Regions from separate parts of the Mus musculus genome. Here region 1 is linked to region 2. A link is a contact called in public Hi-C data. All regions are on one chromosome and are shown on one strand. Each heading gives the region's core, a stretch centred on a gene start, on an enhancer-like site or on the middle of the called end of the contact. The rest is flanking DNA. Distances are from core to core; before and after follow the strand shown.

What was found. Hi-C and Micro-C count contacts between places; a contact is called where the count stands out from the background.
Region 1: a contact with region 2 is called in a Hi-C map of the N1E-115 cell line, with 5 times the contacts expected there. The contact joins two enhancer-like sites. A contact is called at or near these places in 3 of 39 promoter capture datasets (the 3T3-L1 cell line, hippocampal neurons and pre-B cells), 2 of 15 datasets of contacts at CTCF or cohesin (large pre-B cells and pro-B cells), 3 of 484 Hi-C or Micro-C datasets (the N1E-115 cell line, stem cell-derived neural stem cells and uterus), 2 of 115 datasets of contacts at active chromatin or transcription factors (acute myeloid leukemia and embryonic stem cells) and 2 of 9 other capture datasets (adipose tissue and embryonic stem cells).

What each region holds. Positions count from the first base shown.
Region 1 is chr15:35,927,461-35,931,896 of GRCm38.p6, reverse strand. Vps13b (vacuolar protein sorting 13B) reads right to left here. Exons shown (of 62, transcript NM_177151.4): 62 at 668-2,042. The coding sequence ends at 1,797. Among named protein-coding and RNA genes, the nearest start is that of Cox6c, 8.6 kb to the left of the region's middle. Within about 2 kb of position 3,181, at least 56 of the 459 cell types and tissues checked have an H3K27ac peak or open chromatin away from gene starts, as enhancers often do. A contact at or near this core is called in the N1E-115 cell line, where this site is marked.
Region 2 is chr15:34,740,600-34,745,131 of GRCm38.p6, reverse strand. Gm32970 (a long non-coding RNA gene) reads left to right here. Exons shown (of 7, transcript XR_383919.3): 7 at 1-162. Among named protein-coding and RNA genes, the nearest start is that of Nipal2, 64 kb to the right of the region's middle. Within about 2 kb of position 1,876, at least 20 of the 459 cell types and tissues checked have an H3K27ac peak or open chromatin away from gene starts, as enhancers often do. A contact at or near this core is called in the N1E-115 cell line, where this site is marked.

The DNA.
Region 1 (4,436 bases), core at 1,932-4,431, 1.2 Mb before region 2:
ATAAAGACAACTCCTATAATTATCTGGTCCTGGCTTTGGTGTCCTGGAGTACCTATGAGCATCTGTACTTCTGGTCTTGATGTTCCAATCCTATCATTAAAATCAGCCTTTGCAGGAGGCAGAGGTAGATATGTTACTGAACCTTGAGCTGGAGGCCAGTAGAGTGAGTTTCAGGGCAGCCTGGAATACATGGTTAGATGCCAACTCATTATTTTTGGTTGTGAGCTTAGCCTTTAATGGCTGAGCTATCACTCCAGCCCAAGAGATGCCATTCTATAAAAATCTGTCCTTAGATTTCACTGCCAGTCTTTGGTATTGCTGTTGTCACCAGAAAGAAAGTTAATTGACGTACTATTAGAAAAATTATTTTTATTAATGAGCCAACAATATGTATAATGAATGTGAATATGTGTCTAATCCAGAAAAACACTTAACTAGTATTGAGGAATGTCTGATAGTCACTTAAAGTCTGAATGTAGATTTTGTGGCAGGGCCGTGTGCATCCTGGTTAAGAGTTCTAGGACTGCTGTATCCAGTGGACAGAATGAAAATGCAAATTTGGTCAGTAGTTCTGTTTAACTTGTTTAAGAAAGACTCAGTGAGTGAATTCTATTAAAATGGGGTATCCATGAAAACCTGCACAGAAAAAACTCACAGCACACCTTTATCCACGGTCAGTGATTCAGGAATACCTTTTATTATGTATATAATAATTTCCAGCAGTATGTAAAATTACCATAAGCCATACAAGAATCAGTACATATTTACATTCTTAAAAATAACTGTTCTTGAGTTTGACAAAGATGTTCTTTTCCTAAATGTGTAATAGACCAATTGCAGAGATGATCTTCATATTTGGTTTGAATTGTTCACCAAGGACTTGTTTTCCAGGACTAGTGCTGTAGTAGGGATGTGTGCTCAGCAGACTGAGGTTGTAGGTCAGTGTCCTTTGAAATCAGTGGCCCTGTCTTACTGCCACATTTCAGTTGAAGGGAAGGAACAGATTGCAGGCCTGTGCATGAATACCATCAGTGGGTAATGAGACCCTGAGAGTCACTAACTCCTGAAGGTAGTGGTGATGCCAGGTCATGCATCAAAGCCCTCCCTAGATGTTAAATAATACTTAACAGATACTAGGGATAGCTCCAGACTTTATCAAATCAATTCAACAGAGCAACTATCTGGACTGAAGTCACTGTCAGCCTTAAGGCTGGAGTCTTTAACTCATCCGCAAACAAACTTATAACCAATATGTTCTGTTCTTGTCGGTAGACACAAAGTGTTACTTTAGCTTAGTAAAACACAAACTTTCCAAAATATACCTGAGCAGTTAAAAGTCTGTCTTACTAGAAATCAGTAGAACACAGACTTTGAGTGGAATTCACATTGTTTTTTACTAAAAGAATGATATTGTAGTTAAGTAAAAAATTAAAGTGAAACAGCAGAGTTCTAAATATTACAGAGGTGGTGGAGTTTTATTTCTTGGTCTGTTTTCTAGGGCCTGTCCACATTTTACTATATGCAGATCACTAATAGATTAAAATTCCAGTGAGAACTTCTGATTGTGGCATAGAGAAGAAAGGTTTTCTGTGTATGGTAAGAACACAACATTTATAGGATTTTGCTGATCATTGGTTCTCCCATCTGGAATTTTTGTTTGTTTCTTTAGGGAGAACATAGATGTAAATTCCTACAAAACTAGTGTGGCCTTAACTAAAGTGCTGGCCTTGTGTCCATGTTGAATGTTAGAATTCAGTCTTGCACAGCAAAAACCAAACACCTCCCTTAAAGGGGACTCAGGAGAAGCCTTTCCTCAGGGCTTTATTCTTTACCATGGTAAATTTACTAATGAAGACCTGAGCAAAATGTGGGTCCACCAAATAATGGTATGTTTTAACAGTGGCAGGAGGAGGCTCCACAGCTACCACAGAACATGTCTGCATAGAAGAGCAGCTGGGGGCCAGGTGACAAGATGTTTTTGCAATGTAGTCCACGAGCCTCTTAAACTGTTGCTCTGACAGCCTCTCCCGGGCACCATCAATCTGGGTTCCAAAAACAAAGGGTCCTTAATTAGTTGACATCAAAATTACTTTCCTGTATCTACTTGTCCACTATGTCTCCTAGGTCATCTAGTAAGCCATTCTGTCTAAGTCAGCACTTCTGAGATAAAGCCACGCCAGTGCACTTTTAGCACACGCAACCAGATCTCCATGACACCGTCCGGATAACCTTTGAATAAATGGTTCATTTTGCATAAAGTTCCCATGTTTAAAGTTAACGATTTGATAAGGCACATTTGTCATTGCCTTTTACCAGAGAGCCCAGAACAAAGGTGAAAATACCTCTTTGGCTTAAATGTAGTCAGTATGCAACTCAGCATTCCAAAATAAAAAGTTGCCCTGGTTCCCAGAACCTCAATATTTGACAGAAGGCAGAAGAGTACGTCATGCAAACCAGTGGCTTTGGGCAGAACATTTTTAAAGAACAAAACCCCCACCTTCCTGAACTGTAACATTTTCTGTTTTTATAAATGCTAGGATTTAAAGCCAGAAAAAATAGAAAAACTGGGCAGAAGACAGGGAAATTTTTATGGCAAGAGGAGGATGCAAACTACATTTATAGTTCATAAAAGTCTGGCTCATCTTCAGTGGAGCAAGGAACTGAGCTAGATATACTACCTAAGTTCTTAAGGAGACTGTGAGGAAGCACCCATCAAAGGCACTTAGGGCCATAAATTCTTCCCACCCTGAAGTCCATAGCTATCTAGTGTGCAGATCAAGCCCACTGGAGAATGTGCAGTGGAGCAATGGTCTGCAGAATTTAGTAGCCACTGACCTTGTTTGGTGTGTGTGTGTGTGTGTTGTGTTGTGTTTTAACCTACTAAATACTGGCAAAGCCATTCTGGAAGAATTATAAACATTTTAACAAGGGTGTTTTAGTTCTCAGGGTTGTTGTAATATAAAGAATTTAAACAGGGCACAGAAAAAAATGTAGCTAAAAGTATAAAAAGTTGTAAAAGGCTACAGAAAACTGAAGGGCCCTGCCAGAGGGTTTGTGTTATAGCTTGGGCCTCACAGTTTTGAGCCTGAGAAAGGAAAGGAAACTCTTAAGAGTCAGTGACAGATGAAAGCTATGCAGCACCAGGCACAGGCCAGAGTGCTGACGATATCATTTGATGGGGCCAGAGCTCAGCTGGAGAGCTTTGAATAGACAAAAAGGCTTAATTGCTCCTCCTGAACAGCAGCACAGGAAAGCCCATGTTGTGAAAGGAACCTGGCCAAGGAATAAATTGACCTCCTGACTCATTTTGAGCCTCTCATAGGGGATTTTAATAATGTGCCAGGCATATTAAGCAATTATCCCTAAAAAATGACTGCATTTAACCAAGAAAAGCAATACTGATTTTAAAAATCCAAAACCTGCCATATTTGAATATGCTCAATGATGTCATTTACAAATTAATTCCTTCCAAAATTCAAAGGAGTTCTGTTTTTAGCCTCTAAGGTGAAAGGGCACGTTACAGAGCTTGAAATACTGCTCTTGGTTTTCACAGCAGAAACCTTTCTGACCAGGCTTTGGGTCTGGATTGTGTTAGGTTCTGATTTGAGCAGGACATGTAGAGAAAACAGACCATGCTTCCAACAGCTCTTCTCTCCTGTGGACACACTGCATTACAGTCCTCCCTCAAAGAAGGGGCTTCAAAAATTGCCCTGCAGCTTCAGTTTTCTTCACTGGGGTAGGCTAGAAGGGAGTGGTGAGTTGAAGGTAAGAATACAAGGGATCAATACTGAGAGTGCAGTGTGGAGCTTGATGCACTGGGTTATTTACTGTGCACAAGTCAGGTATGTGAGCGTGGTGCTTGCTTAGTGGGTTTCTTGAGGGACTGCTGAGTATCTGCCTCTGTAGCAGTCGTTCCTTCATCCCTAGGCATGAGCAGGTTTTGATGCTTCCATCTCTTTAGCTGGGTGAGTTCATAGCTTCAACCTTCAGTTTCTACAGGTCTCAGTCCCCTTCCCCTACTACCCTCAAATAGAGATGCAAATGAGGATGAAAATTAGACACCAGTAAAAGATCAATCTCATAGCTGAAGATCTGAAGTGTGTCTGTGCCAACTAAAGGCACACACACAAAATGGTCACAGATATTTCTTGGGACTTGGAGGTTTCTCTAGAACTAAGAACATGAAGACAGTGTTATTGTCTTTTGCCAAATCCTGTAGCCAGATCACTGTTGCTTTATTGTCAACTGGATCAGAAAATTTCTGGCAGAGCTAATAAAGTCAGCCTGGACATCTGACCCCTGTTTATTCCCAGAAAGTCATCAACTAAAAGCAGCAGTGCAGTATTGGTGCCAAATTCCAGCTTAAAGCCTGACTGATTATGGTCCAGGAAACGAGAGAGATCTTAGGAGAGGTTGTGGTTGGCTGCCTTCCATCT
Region 2 (4,532 bases), core at 627-3,126:
AAGGTCTTGTTTGGCCCCTGCTCTGGGCCCATTCTCCTCGCTCTCTTGTTCACCGTGCTGAGACATCTCCTCCACACTTTTCCACTCCCATGCCTTCCTCACCACCACTGGCTGAAATCCCTTTTGATATTCTGAGCCAAAATAAACTTCTCCTTCTTTAAATGGTTTGTTTCAGATATTTTGGTCACATCAACACAAAGTAACTATGAACAGTACATAGCTTTAGCCAACTGGCCTGTTAACAAAGCTATCTAGTTGCTGGAATGCAAAGAGAACCATGAGCCTTAGACTCTACCCTGGTGTTCAGTTAAGCAGAGATAATGCCTTCATAATCTGAAAAAATGGCTGTTCCATAAAATATTAAGGTGATGGAGCTGTCTATAAGCAGGAGCTTCCAGAGAAGGAAGAATATTCCTTACAGTGCACCAGGGAAGCCAGATAGCATATGACAAGGACTATACCATTCACAGACCAGACTTCATTAATAATAAACCTTGTTAATTCAAGGAGTGTTAGATGCAGGACTAAACATGAAGATACAGCAAGGAAAGCCCCACCTTTGTGTTTATGGTGGTGTCGAGGGGTCAGTAGCTAGTTATACAAATGAAACCGAAGGATTAAGCATAGAATTGTTTAGGGGAGAGTCTAATGTCTCTTCCACTCTTGTGGGGTCAAGGTGGCTCCCATAATGAAGTAATTTATAATTCCATATCTTAACGGAAACGAGGAAAAGGATATGGAAGGGGACACACTGAGAGAACGAGACCCTGAGTGTGGTAGAACCCAGGGAAGAGAAAGCATTTGCAGGTCTCCATCTCCAGGACAGTGTCCAACATGCATTTGACATCTAACCAGCACTGTGATGGAAGACAGAAGGAAGGACATTGGCCTCCAGAACCACCCGAAACACAAAACTGCAAGGCTTTCAGAAAGGCATAGAGAGCAGAAAGGACAAGAACTGAGACATGGTGGCCTCGGGGATGAGAGTCTGCAGGGCTCTCCCAAATCACATTACAGAGTTAGGACTCTAGCCTGGAGGTAATGGAAGGCCCTTGAGGGATTCTAAGAAGATCAGATTTAAAGATCCTCCTGGATGCTGGATGCTAGAGAGGATCTAGTCATGAGAAGCCAAATAGAGTCACCCAGGAAGGAGAGCCCAGCAGCCTGATTCTGTTATAAGCGTTTAGGAAGACACTGATTTCGCCTTTTCGTCACTTTCTCTTGGTTCCTTTGGGAAGCTCTAAAGACATGTGGTTGTACTCTCCATGCCACAGCTGTTTGCGGGTGACAGATGGCACCCAGTTGTGTGCCTAGGAGCTCACGTCTTTTCCCCAGAGTATCTTTACTTTGTTTCTCAGCACAGGAAGGAAATACCATTTTCCCAGCTCTTTCTTTAGAAAAGTCACTCCTCATTTGCTTATGAGAGCTTTTGGTCTCTGGACCATGTTTGGATTCCATGCGTGCATTGTGTTGCACTGCGGTCCAGCTCAAGGGTGGCTCTGCCTTTCTTGGTTTTCTGGAGGCAGTGTACTTTCCTCCTGATGCTTATCTTCAATCCCTTTCTCAGAATGTCTTGCCCATGAACTCTCTAACAGCATCACAATCGGTGCCAAGTGGCGTGTTTCAATAGATTTCTCAAATAGGTCAGATACTGAGCCAAAAAAGACAGGATGCCTCAATACAAAGCCGCACATTTCTGAGAATCCTTTAGTAGCTGTCCTCTGCCCTCGGGATAAAGTACACCACCCTCCTCCCCCGCATCCCGTCCCCGTATCTGTTGTTTTGGACAGCCGGCTTCTGTCTTTACTCCACCTTCTTTAAACCCAAGCAAAGTTTTTTGAGCAAAAGGGTGGACCACTAGAGAACTGGAATGGCAGCTTGAACCAGGGGGAAGAGCTCCCCCTGCTGGCGGGTAGATCCGCTGCACTTTAGTCGTGGTTGTCCTTGTATCTCAAAAAGCATTTAGGTGTGTTTTATAAAGATTTTTCGGGTTAAATCGAATCATGTGTGGAAGTGGGTTTAGGGTGTGTACTTTTAGAAGGAAATCCATGACAAATCCTTTCTGTGACACAAGAAAACCTTTTAAGACAGGGAAATAATCACTTATCATCATCATCTCTTATGTCTCTGATGCTATTGGGGCAGCATGCCGAAGGGGTTCTCCTGGGGTGCTGCTCCTGTTGAGAGCGCTGAGGAAAAGGCACAGTAGCTGAATATGATGCCCAATTCTCGCACGTCTGACATTTCCATACCTTACAAAGGAGGCTTTTTTTTTTTTTTTTTTTTTTTTTTTTTTTTTGGCTTGTGTCTATGAAGTGGTTAGTGCTTCTCATAGCTTGACTGGGGGTGGTGTCAGCAGCCCTGGGCTGGCAGATTCAACAAGACCAACGCACGAATTTGGAAAGAAATCAACTCTTCCTATGGGTCTTGGCTCCAGAATGATCAAGAGGAAGAAAGCAGGAGAGGACAAGAGAAACACCGCCTTCATGAGCAGGGTATCAGCCATATTACCCAAAGGAACTGTGTCGGTCACAGTTAGGGTTGTTTTCCCTCCCTCCAGATGTTGTGTGTTACTGAACCTGTAGTTGGTAAGCACATACATGCCCCCCTTAGCAACGGTCAGTGCCGGCATGATGGCTGGCTTCAGGTGTAGAAGCTACAACTGAGCATGAACACACACACACACACACACACACACACACACACACATACACACACATAGTGTGCTGCTGGAACTACTGTATGATCTCTCACGAAACAGAGACCCAGTCTCATTTTGTAAATGCTTGGTCACATGGTAGGATGAAGCCCACATTCAAGTAGATTTGGCCCAAGCAATAAGATTAGGGGTGTAGGCTTGATCTCTTTGCTGGGAATTTGAATATTTCCATGAGCTCTCAAGTGCAAATCCAGCATATTCTTTGACCTGGAATCCCAGGAAGGTGAGCCCTGAGTAGTTTTCAGACTAGATTTCATGGAGCTCCGAGGTTGAAAGAATCAGCTTGCTCTTTTGTAGTTGGATTGCTTGCAACAAAAAAGGAGTAACCAAGGGGATTCCCACTCACCTGGCCATCTACTGGATCCAGAAACCACTGGACCTGAAAATCGTGCTCACAGCACCTTGAGCTAGGGGCATGAAGGAAAATCTAGAGTAAAAAAACAAAAAAGACTTTTGCTTCTTCAATTGAGAGGGCAGACAGGCTACATGCATTTGAAATTGGTTATAAACACTAGACCCACCAGCTACAATTTAGGAGGTCTTATGTGCAGTCTGCCCAGTCCAGGTATTTTAATGCTGTGTTGCAGGGAAGTAAAGGCCAGCTGGCAGCTGACCGACCATGCTCAGGGGTCAGTTCTAAACAGCACTGTTTGGGAAAAGCTCAATCTAAAACAGACATCTCTGGATGTGTTTAGGTTTTGCTTTCTTTCCACTTTTAAATATTAAAAATTGACTCCAGCTGTGGGGTAGAAAGTAACGCCTAACCTATAAAAACATTGACAAATAAATCACAATGCAATTTGCCGCGCATTTTTGTGAGGTCTAAACACCAGTTCTTGAAAGGAATTTTCCATTATTGCATCTTGGGAAGATAACTTCTTCATGAAAAATTCATTTGACTTTTATATTTCATAAACTCATCACATAGCATTCCCACATTTGGGAGCTGAGTGTGCGGAGTGCCCTAGGCCTTCAGCTGTGTTTTCCACACTTCTAAGTTTCTCCTCACATTGCTTTCTCAGCACTGGGGACACTGTAAGAATCTTTATCTAGAAGTTGGGGGGTACATGTTCCCCTGCCACAGGTTCTGGTCTTTCTGTAAACAAGAATGGGGCTAAACAAAGGGACGGTTCTTTCCGCATTTGGACCGTCACGATCCTTAACGAAACTCTACCAATACTCCTTGGGTATCACCCCTGTCCAAGCAAGCGACACATTCCTCCAGTGCAGTTTTATGGTAGAATCACTACTAGAGAACTGTGTGCTTTCTTAGGTGGGGCAAGGAATTCATGGGAGACCCAGGACCAAGGGAAGAGAAATTTGTGTCTCAAACTTTGTGCTTGAGTTAGAGTTTTCAAATGTTGTTTCCAGATGGCCCTGCCCAGGGGCATGCCATCTATCATGACAGAAAAGGTGTACCACAGGAACACACTCCAAGTCTCAGGGACTTCTTTCTGCTTACAGTGCTTGCCCATCACAAGCTGGGTTGTAAAATGTGTGATGGATGGAGAAGCCACCATTTGAGACACAGTGGTCATGTAAAGAAAAAAGATCATTTTCAAGGCCTCCCCCCAGTAATCAAGTTCTCACATCTAATTGGTCAGTATTAGTTACATGGGACTATCCTACCTCCAGGGGTAAGGAAAACTACCTGCCCTGAAGGCTGAGATCCGGAAAGACTTAGAGAAGAGTACTAGTGGACAGCTGGTCCATCACGCCTTTCTAATAGTATTTGTGGAACTGTGCAGTCAGTGGGACCCCTGGGTCCTGGGCTCAGCCTCACAGCCTTAGGATGGGTGTGGCCATGGAGACC